Linked DNA regions of Muntiacus reevesi: region 1 is linked to region 2. A link is a contact called in public Hi-C data. All regions are on one chromosome and are shown on one strand. Each heading gives the region's core, a stretch centred on a gene start, on an enhancer-like site or on the middle of the called end of the contact. The rest is flanking DNA. Distances are from core to core; before and after follow the strand shown.

What was found. Hi-C and Micro-C count contacts between places; a contact is called where the count stands out from the background.
Region 1: a Hi-C map of blood shows a contact between it and region 2, with 1.8 times the contacts expected there. The contact joins the promoter of FGFR1OP2 here to the promoter of STK38L in region 2. A contact is called at or near these places in 2 of 3 Hi-C or Micro-C datasets (blood and muscle).

The regions. Positions count from the first base shown.
Region 1 is chr1:28,256,743-28,262,243 of mMunRee1.1, forward strand. FGFR1OP2 (FGFR1 oncogene partner 2) reads right to left here and starts at 2,436. Exons shown (of 7, transcript XM_065940012.1): 1 at 2,167-2,436. It overlaps INTS13 (integrator complex subunit 13), which reads left to right and starts at 2,600. Exons shown (of 17, transcript XM_065940010.1): 1 at 2,600-3,129; 2 at 4,114-4,349. The coding sequence starts at 4,125.
Region 2 is chr1:28,056,317-28,062,117 of mMunRee1.1, forward strand. STK38L (serine/threonine kinase 38 like) reads right to left here and starts at 2,722. Exons shown (of 15, transcript XM_065940008.1): 1 at 2,624-2,722.

The DNA of each region.
Region 1 (5,501 bases), core at 1,186-3,685, 200 kb after region 2:
TACTTTGGAGAAAATATTAACTGACACCCATGGAGGTACAAAAATGAAAGGCATAGTATGATTTTCTCAGAAATTTACAGAGATCAAGAAAGAAAACATGTAAATTACAAATTACGTACTTTTAAAAAGCACCTTACACACACATATCACTGTATTTGAAAGCACAAAAATTTCTGTCCTTGAAAATAATGGAATGAACACATTTAGAGTTTTATGAAGCAGCTTTTGGAAGAAAATGAATTTTTAAAGTTAGAAGAAACAGAATTTGAAAGCAAGGACACAGGTGAAGTTTTATTTTTTTTTAATTACATGTTTCCTTGGAATTGTGACTAAATGTAAGTTCATATACATGTATGTTCAAACAAGTATGACAATTTAAGAAGAAACTAATCTAACCTAAACCAGTTATTTCTAACCTATGGGCAAGGAATCATTGGAAGGGTGGCACAGATGTACATGCATTAAGCATGGTCTGTAGTCTAAATATTTCTCTCCTACCTATATATCCCACCATTTTTAATAGAGACTGCTAATAATAAAATACAAAATCATGTAAAAGCATAATAGTTTTGTGCCATGATGCACAATCTCAACTAACAGATATTAAAAATACAATTACTTGTGTATTAGTGGTACAGTATTCCTCATACTCAAAACTGGTCAGCGTTTTTAAAACTAATATAGAAGGTCCCTCTGGCTCTAAAATTCTATATTTTTTGAGAATGCTAAGGACTCCTACTTCTATGATGAAACTTCAGAACTATTATATTATAAATGGGGCTTCCCAGGTGGCTCAGTGGTTAAAGAATACACCTGCCAATGCAGGAGACTTGGGTTCAATCCCTCGGTCAGGAAGATTCCCCTAGAGTAGGAAATGGCAATCTGCTCCAGTATTCTTGCCTGGAAAATTTCAGAAACAGAGGAGACTGGGGGGCTATGTCCACGGGAGGACTAAGAGTCGGACACAACTGAACAACTAAGCATGCAAACGCACACATTACAAATAAGTATACACATGTTTACATTAATACAAATAATGCCTGCTATGTGCCAAGCAATGAATCAACTTTTGCTACAAAGATGAATAAGATGTGATTTCCAGACTCAAGCTCAAATTGGCAGGAGACAAGATACTTGAATAAACAATGTTATACAATCTAAAAAGTTCTGTAGAAATACTGTTTCAAGTGCTTTGGGAGAACAGTGGTACTATCAGTATCATCTGGGGGAGCCTGAGAAGACAATGGTCTATGAATTACATTTTTAGAGGTGGTTTTATAAAAAGGAAGAGGAAGCATTCAAGACAGATGGTACAGCACATACAAAGGCACTGTAAAAGTGCTTGGCGTGTTTGGACAAACAGCAGTCTGGCGTGAACGAATATTGTGGTACTGGCAATATAAAACAGAAAAGGTAAAAATGGATTGGGACAGACAGTAAAAAGCTCTATGTGATACGCTTAACAAATAGGACTTAATTCTGTCAGCGGTAAGGTTATTGAAAAAGTTTCAAGAAAGGATTGACATAAACAGATTTGTATTTCAGAATGGTAACCAGGGGAGGAGGATGGTGGGGAAATCATCTGGTTTTGAAAGAAGAAATAGCACAGTGCAATACAAGCGGAAATACAGTCAAGGATGAGCCTTGGGTTTCTAGTGCGGACAACTGGATGGACAACCAGTACTATTATCTGAGATCGGATACAGAAGAAAGGTAAGATGAAAACCAAGAAAAAGGTAGGATTCTTCAGAAGGCAGTTTAAAGACAGTTGGTTATCCGCGAAGAGAACTAGGAAAAGAGTCATATTTCTTGAAGGGTGGTTTCAAGAAAGGGAATGGTTCTTACGCAAAGAGGTAAATTGAAACCTGAAAAGGAACCCTCTTCCATCCCTGCCGACCACCCCCACCCCGCCCCGCCAACGGTGAGCTGCCAGGTGGGCTAGGCAGGAAGAAAACCGAGAACAGAGGTGTGTCCCCACGGGTCAGGGCCAAGGCTTTTCATCGAACTTTCTGCACCTGAGATCCGGAAAGAGGTGCTCAGAGCTGAGAATAGGAAGTGCCGCGCCTAGGAACCGGCAGCCGGTGGTTCAAGAGGTGGTGCAAAAGGGGAAAGCAAGCCTACGCCTCGCTACGCCCGCTCGTCTCCCTGGATTGAGATTTCACTTACTCTGGTCTCAATCCCTCGCAGCCGTCAGCTGTGGCGGTTAGGACTCAAAGCCTCTGCCAACGGGGACCTCTGCACCCAAGGGAAGAGACTCCTCCCGCCTGTCCAGCTTTCTCAGCGAGCAGACGCAGAACCCAGAACAGGCAATGCAGGGCTGGCTCCGGGGTTCCAGGTGCTCAGCCCCATCACTGGCAAGGAGAAAACCCCGGGCGACCGCCTCCGACCAGCGCTCTCAAAGCGCTTTAACCTCGCGAGACTTCCTTCATCGCGTAAAGGCGGGGGTTGGGGGGGGGGCAGACCTCCGCGATTTATTTGAGGCCTCTAGCTGACATGCGCAAGTAGTAGGGGCGGGCCACTTTACGTCCCGCCCCACTAGTCCGCACTTGGGCTTTTGCTCGGGCTCTCTCAAAGTCTCGCGAGTTTTGCTAGGGGAAACGGGCTGGGTGGAGAGACGGAGCAGGGGGATCTAGTGGGAGGCCCTTGCGCTTAGGGGGCCGTGGCTGGTTTAGCCGGTGCTGTGGTTGGTACTACGCTGTTGGGGAGGCTCTCAGGTCGACGGGATCAGTCTTCCCAATGGGTGACTGGGAAAATTAGCGGGTAGAAAATCTTAAGGGTCGGAGGCATTTTTTTTCCTTGGCTCCGCCCTCTTCCTGTTAGAGACCTGGGCGTCTGGCCCGCCGAGGGGGAAGGGCAGCTTAGCGGGGCTGTCGAAGAGTGTTTTGCGCACGCGCCAGTCCGAGTGTGTGAGTGTTTGTGTTCACGCGCAGGCGCGCGCGCGCTCCTGCCTTTAGGAAGGCTGGGAAGGACCGGTGTGCTAAGAGATGAGCGGGGAAAGCATAGTCCCCTGTCTTTGGTACCAGTCACTCCTGACTGTGCGCTGACCCTCCCCACCCAGCCAGCAGCCTTTTCCAGAGAGGCTGTGGTCCATAGCCTCTGTTCGTTTTCACTGCAGGACCAGGCACGAAAGTAAGCGAACCTCGATCGTGAGGTCTTCCCTATCCACTCACCTTGTACTTTCTACCCCCCACCTTCCAGCAGAGTGTGTCCAGGTTTCGCAAAGAAGACTTTTGCATGAAGGGGAAATGCGTTTGAAAGCAGTAGAGGAAAATAGGTAGATTGTAAAAAGTCAGTTCGTTTTGATGAGCACTTTTGCTCTGTTTACCATGTGCTTTTCGAATGTGGCTTGTCTATTCAGTATAAGATTTTCTTAGCGAAGCAAGGGAGTTGCTATAAGAAAAAGTTCTTGAAGTTCCTCCTCCTCACCAGCGTGATGGTAGCACCTAAGTTTTTCTGTTCTACATGATAAATTCACCGTGGTGTTTCATAAGCTAAGGGGGAGAACGTGAATTTGAGGTCCGTATCCTAATGCGAAGACCAGATATGCAATTATCTTAGGAGATGTTTGTTATGTTTTGGACTTCCCTTTGTTGTCACTCCTCTTTCCAGTTCATTCTTTCTGCCCCCCTACGCTTCTTCAGAAGTCTTGAGATTTTTTTGGAGGGAATCCCCAAAATACTGACTGACTTAAGTTTAGGGGTTTATATGTAATTGATGTCAATTAACAGTGATCATCAAAAATGTATTTGAAGAGTACTTGTCGTTTATTATGTTTGATATTGTGTAAGAGAAACAATTCAATTATTTGTAAAAATATTTTCTTCTGACAAGTTTAAGTGCATTCCAGAGCAAAAATGTGTGCATGGATTGCAACGTTGCCTGCTTCCGGTAGAATGACAGGTTAATATGGAGTAGCTCATCCCTTGAATTGATAGTTACTTTCTTGTCATGACCTCATTAAATCTTGTCCTTTGTTGGATAAATTTCATTGAATACTGATTATTAATGTTCCCTACCAAATCTTCTTGAGGAAAAGAGACAGTCATTAGAAATAATTTACGCGATTCAATGTTATATATAAGATGTTTGACTAATATATTTTATCCTTTGCAGGTTAAAACAAGATGAAGATTTTTTCTGAATCTCATAAAACAGTGTTTGTTGTGGATCACTGCCCTTACATGGCAGAGTCATGCAGACAACATGTCGAGTTTGATATGCTGGTGAAGAATAGGACGCAAGGAATCATCCCATTGGCCCCCATATCTAAATCGTTGTGGACTTGCTCAGTAGAATCTTCCATGGAATATTGTAGAATAATGTATGACATATTTCCTTTCAAAAAGCTGGTGAGTGTGAAGTACAAGGAAAATCATGATTTGGGGGGTGTACTTAACTGCTTGTTACATTTTTTATATATGAATTTGCTATCAATTTGAGTTACCATTTATTTGCTACTTTAAAAATGTGGTATATAGAACTCCCCTTTGGGATTAATGTGTTACATGTATTTAATCGGGGCCAACAATAACAGCTTACAGTTACGGAGCTCTTCTTACATGTGCTTCATATTTATTAACTCCTGTGACTCTCACAACAGTCCTATGCAGTAATTACTGTAATTAATGGGACAGTATTCAAAGTATATAATAACCAGAAAGGAACAGACACTGACCACTGAGAGCTGTTGCCAGCATAAGCAGAAGGGATGTTGGCTGAGAGCACTTTGTCAGAATGTGTTGGTGTGTTCCATGTGAATATCAGTCTTGTTTGTTACTGCCTTGTTGGAGATGCAGAAGCTGAGGTCAAAAGTAGCAATTTCTCTGAGTCATATAGCTAGTTAGAGGCAGAACCAGAATTCTAAGAACCAGGCTGCTTACAGTTTTAGTGAAAGTGTCCTAAACCGCCGCTGGGTTTGGCCATATTGTAAAGAAATACTTTTAAGAATGTTAAGTGGAAATTGTTATTATCAGTAAGAAGGGAAATGTAAGATTGATAAAAATTTCGAGTATGAAAATTATCTTCAGGTTTCAGAATCTCAACTGTTCTATTTAAGGGAAGTCATTTGGTTAGCCACAGTGGATGATGTGCTGTCTGTCTCATTTGGAGCAGTCTAGGCTGGGACCTGTTGTTGTTTAGTCACTAGGTCATGTCCAACTCTTTGTGATCCCATGGACTGTAGCCCGCCAGGCTCCACTGTCCATGGGATTTCCCAGGCAAGAATACTGGAGTGAGTAGGTGGGCTAGCCAGCTCATAGACTGGCATAGGCAGAGGAGTAACAGTAAGGCTGAACATGGAAAGTCTAATATATATTACACATTCAGATGTATTCTAAATTAAATAAAAATTGCTTTTAGTCCCTCTGTAAATTGTGTATCATGTAGGATAAAAAAAAATGTATATATGACAGGAAGCATAATGTAGTGGTTGAAGGCATAGGTTTCGGTTCAAATTCTGACATCATTAAGCAACCAGCAGTGTGACCTTGATCTTTTTTGCT
Region 2 (5,801 bases), core at 1,472-3,971:
CAGTTCATCTGAGTGCACAGGGCTGCAAATGCTACCCACTGTTGCCCTTCGGTTCCCTCTCTCTAAAGGTTCTGAACAATAATACTGTGTCTATCAACTAGAAAACAGGTACCTGGAGAAAGGAGCTTTCGGTAATCAGCACACATCAGTACCGGACCTATCTGGGTAAACACTCTCTTAACACTTAAACAAAAATTTGGGGGGTGGGGAAGAAGGATTCACTTAATTATCTTTTAACTACTGACCAAGGTTATCTTTTTAAATTAATTTTTAAGATTTCTTATGCTTTAAAAGCTCTCTTATTATTTCATTCAAAAAGTCTATGGTTAAAAAAAAGTCTATGGTGTTTTTAATATAAATATACAGTAGCATAATTTCCACATATGTCAAGTCAACCTAATCATAACTTACCCATCTGCTAATTTTAATGTAATCTTGGGGTTGCTAGATGACAATATGCTTGCCTGATTCACCCTCCACTGTTTATGTAAAATAAAATCATTTTCACATTACATTGAGATGCAAAACTTTCTGGCTTTGATTTGTGCCCTTTTCCGTCTCTCAAAAAAGTGCCACACACATGCAAAAGAGCCTCCAACTTATCCCAGATCACTGGGAAAACACTTTATAAAGTGTTATCCAACTTCGCTAACATGATGCTGCAGCCCTAACTTTGAGAGGACATAACTTTTCTGAGAACAAATGGCTGAATTCATTTATTATCCCTTTCTACAAACTACGATTCTTCCTTTGTTTTTATAGTGTGTTACCTTTAGAAATTAATTTTTTCAGCATGAAAACTGCCGAGGACACCTTATTTGCACAAGTATTTCTGGTCTCCACTCTATGATTTATTTAAAAAGAAACTCAAAAACAAAAGACTAAAGAAGAATTGCACTCATTTAATGTGGTTTTTCTAAGTCTAATTTTTTTTTTCATTCTCCAGTGGCAGGGGCTTTCAAAGGATTACAAAGACAACACCCAATTTGTTTCTCATTCTAAACATATCCCAAGTAAATGGGGAATGTCATTAGCCATCTTAAAAAGGAGAACACCACAAACGCTAAGCCATATCAAACCAAATTTTAAAAAAAAAAAAGTTTTTTTAACATTATACTTCCTCTGAGATCAGAATCTTTTACAGAAAGGTACTTTGATGTTTCTATGCAATGAACAAATGTCATCATAATTTAACATCCTATTTTGGACGAATTTCTCTCCCCTCACATAGTGAGAAGAATGGTCAATTCACATACAACACCTCTCAGCCACTGGATAGACAGTACAATAAACTTAATTGCTTTATATATCCTGAGGCATACAAAGAAAAACCAAACACAAAGAGGCTTCCAGTATCTTATATACATTTATGACCTAGACAAAGAACTTTCAAAAACCTTCCCTCAGGAAGCAAAACTGGGCTTAAACAACAATAAACCCTGCCTTAAAGTAAGGAGACTTAACAAGTATAAGGCCTAACCCCGTCCCCTACTCACAGCCCCTGAAAAACCAAGTCTCACTCCCGGCTTACAGCTAGGAGGCATAAGTGAAACACTTACAGCTGTTTCCTCAGATTTTAGTAGTATTAAAGCTAATACTCAGGCCACCTTTTCCAAGCAATTGGCTTCTATCAAAACTTATCGCAAGTTGCGTGAAATAGACAGGAGCGGTGCCTTTGCATTTTCTCAAGTGAGGAACACCAGCATCATGCTTTCTGGACCAGCCCCTACTCCCTGCACCACCAGGTCTCCCCGCCCCCCTCCCCATTTCTTTTAATGTCTTTCCTCCAAATTCACAATCTGAAAAGCGGTCCCATAAAACAGAAGTAGTATCAGTAAACGGGAGGCCACTGATTTTGAAAATAAAGTTAGTTCTTCTGCTCTCTACCTGGCAACTTTTGAGGGTGAAATGTTTCCTTCCTCCATCGGACACAACCTTCTCTATTTTTACCCATGCCAAACAACCACTCGTTCGTCCTCCCGTAGTAAAGATGGGAAAAAAGGGAGTGGGAGAAAATGATGGCGAAAAGAAGGGTCTAGGATTCCAGCGGTAGGGTCCGATTTTGAGAGACCGGCTTTATACACTCCTTGGCTTCTGGGAGCTGGGCGGCTTTTACTGTGTCTATTTGAGAAATGTTTAGCAATCTGACGCATCAGTTTTTAGGAATGGTACACAAACAGCCCCCACAATCTAAGAGCCATGCCCCAAATCCTTCCCCTCGCTGGCATCGGCTGGAGGGCACGGGACGGGAGAGCAGGGGATACAGGGGAAGGTCCGCGACATTTGTTATTGTTTATGAAGCCCAGGCAGGGACAGGGAGCCCGAGGCTCGGGGGCCGCGGAGGGGAGAGGCCAGAGGAGCCAAGGAGGACAAAGATTCCTCCCCGGGCCCCAGGCCACCCCTCCGGACACCCGGGGCCAGTATCACCCCAAGAAACAAGAGGGCCAAGGCCGTCACCGGAGCTTCACCGGAGATATTTCCAGCCTCGAAATCAGCCCGGCTTTCCCTGGACACCCTAAGACACATGAGATCTTCTCCTGATCCGGCTCTCAGAGTTGGAGCCGGAGCGGCGAGTCGGACCCCTAGCCTCCTCCGCGAAGGAGCGCCGCATCAGCGCACTCACCTGCCTCCGGTCGCGCCCGCGGCCGGCTCAGCCTCCGCACGGACCGCAGCCGGCCCGGCGACCGTCTGCTCCCTCTGCCCGCTCCGCCCTCGCCCCGCCCCCGGGAGGTGGGACCCGCCGCCGCCGCCGCGCCGGAATCTCGGGGCGGCCTCCCTGAACTCTCGCGAGCCCTCCCTCCTCTGTTTCTAGGAGGCTCGGCCGGTCCCTGACGTCATACGCACCACATCCGGAAGTAGCCTTCTGTCGTCAACACAGGCACCCCCCCCCCCCACACACACACACGCGCCCCACCCACCTGCACCCGGTGAATTCCTGACTGGCCCTGAAGGAGTTGTTCGAAGAGTGACCGCCTCCCTTCCTCATCAGCCTCACCTCAGTTCCCTCCTCTCTGCTGAAAGCTAGTTCAGGCCACTCTTGAGTGACCCTGGGTGTTGCCACATTGGTCACGTGTCCTACATGTCGCCAGAGTTTTTCTTGATGCTTCACAATGCAAAGTGAGTGTTAAAGATAAAAGGGAGCTCAGAGATCATTTCAGTTATTTTTTTGGAACCTTTTGCAGAGTAGGAAAATGGTTAACAAAAATGGATTGGCTGATCATGTTGCCTAACTAGTTAGTAGGTCAGTGTTCCTTGACCCTTTTCCTTTTCCATCCTGACTCGACTGTAGAGACTTGAGAGGGATTCACATTTGGAAAAGCTACAGAAACACAAACAAAAAACCCTGCAGCATTCATGAAAAATTTGCTTGCATCATCTTGAAAAATCTAAAATAACTGACGTTACTGGGCTGCTGCTTGTTTAGGATCAGAGAACTATGAGGAAAATCACCTGTACTATGACTCAGAAAGGATGGCTTTGGGAAGGTGATGCATTTGAGTTTTTATTGAGCAAATCAAATAAGAGAATTGTCCCCAATTATCATTGACAAATTATGTTCTATCTGAATATTGGAGATTTTATAAAAAAAAGAATTTACTTTAGACTGTTAAGACAATATACAAAGCTAGTGCTGTGCTTGTGGAAAATGTAATTCAGAGATGACGACCATTATCTTTAGTTTTGCCCAGAGCAGGTGACACATAGGAAGAACTTAGGAAAGAATCTTAACATCACTTCTCTCTTTTTTTTTTAACACTCTCTTCTCTCTCATACATAGCTTGATTGTTGGAAAAAGCACTATGTGATCTGGTAATTACTGTGTTCTTGGAGAAATCATTTTCTTCTATATCATATGGTGATTTTGAGGCTCAAATGACAGTTGCCATATGCAAGCATTAGAAGTTTAACTGTGATCAAACACACTTAACAGAGGGCTGTACACTTCTCTCCCTCCACCACACACATATTAATTCAGGTGGGTAGGACTGAAAGCAGTTTATGGAGTATGCTCTAGCAAACTTATGTTTTCAAATGTGCCATGTTATTTTCATGGCACTAAGAGTTATGAACTAGTCTAGGGTATCAGACTAAGATAACATGAGGCAGGCTAGTTTCTAAACTGAAGGCATTCCTAACAAATTTCCCTAGGTGTTGAAGGTACCTGACCCGAATCAAATTAGAGCCAAGTGCTCTTTTGGAAGTTTGGTGAAATCTATAGACTCTTTTTCAGAATAGTGTTTTTAAATGCATAAAATAAGCTACCTAGGGTATAAAAGAAATTAATTACATTAATGTAAAGTTATTAAAATACTAAAACTGAGTTTTTTATATAGTTCTGATGTAGGCAGCTTCAAAGATGACTCTTAATAATCCTCACCTTCTGGTATTCCTTTCTTGTACAACCCCCTTCTCTTGAGCGTGGACTGGAACTAGTGACTTGGTTTTGCAAAGGAGTATACAGCAGAAATGATGAGATGTCACCTCCACGATTGGATTACAAAGGACTCTGGCTTCCATCTTGTTCATCCTCTCTTGCTCCATTTCCTGCTCACTCTGATGATAGCAGCTGTCATGCTCTGCCCTGTCTTGTGGAGAGGGCCATGCAGTAAACACAGAGCAAAGTCTCCAGTCAACAGACACTTAGGAATTGGGGCACCCAGTCCAACAACTTGTGAGGAACTGAATCCTGCCCACAACCACATAAAAGCAGACTCTTTCCCAGTGGAACTTCAAGATGATTGCAGCCTGGCAAGGGACCCTGAGCCAACATACACAGCAAAGTCTTGCAAGATTCCTACCCCACAGACACTGTGAAATAATATGTATTCATTTTTTAAGCCATTAATTGGGGCTGGGGGTAATTTATTACACAGCCATAGATAATAATAGTTATATATTTGCTTCTTTATTAATGCATCAAATAACAAGGTCAATACCTACAGTAATTTTGCAGTAGTGATATACATAAACAATATTTTGAGATATCTGTACCAACTTAATGTGGTAGAAAATATGCGTGATTTCTATTGGGAACAAAGTCTAAGATTTCTAATATTACTATTGTTTGCTGAATATATTCATAATGGAAGAAATGATCATTTTCAATTAAGGATCAGTGAAAAAATACATTGATGCGTATGTATTATTAATGCATATGTTTATATATATATATACATAAAATGTGTATATCTATTTTTCATTAAAGTTCACAGACCCAGATTGAGAACTGTTGGCCTTAAATAATAGATTTTTTTGTAGGACTTTCCAAAACTCTTCTTATCAACTCTCTTATTATCAATCATGATTAAAGTTCAGGTAATATAGGTAACAGATACACACCATGGTCAGTGCTAACTTTAGCAATCTATAGTTGAATATGAATTTTTATCCCCTGTCTTTCACTTATTCCTTCTTCTCTAAGTTACACCAAATGTGGATAGACAAACTAAAATTGTAGCCCACAGAGAAAAATCATGGTGAAAACCTTTTTGGCACTCAAAATTCATCTGATTTTTGTTTTCAGTGTGTGAAATTTAGTATTACTCCTAGACCTACCATGTAGTAAATAACCAAAGAATGACAAATGACAGTAGTAAATGGTAACAGAAGGAAGCTATTAGTAAAACCCTTCCACATAGAAAACATAGAAACAGAAAAGTTGTTTTCCTGTGTACACAGCTTTGCATCTGTGGGATATGGTCAAATAAGTATTTAAACTTATTGCTTTAAATGCATTGAAGAGAAAACACAAAAAGGTACAAACAAGTGAACCAAACTCTCAACTCAGGAAACCTGAAAAA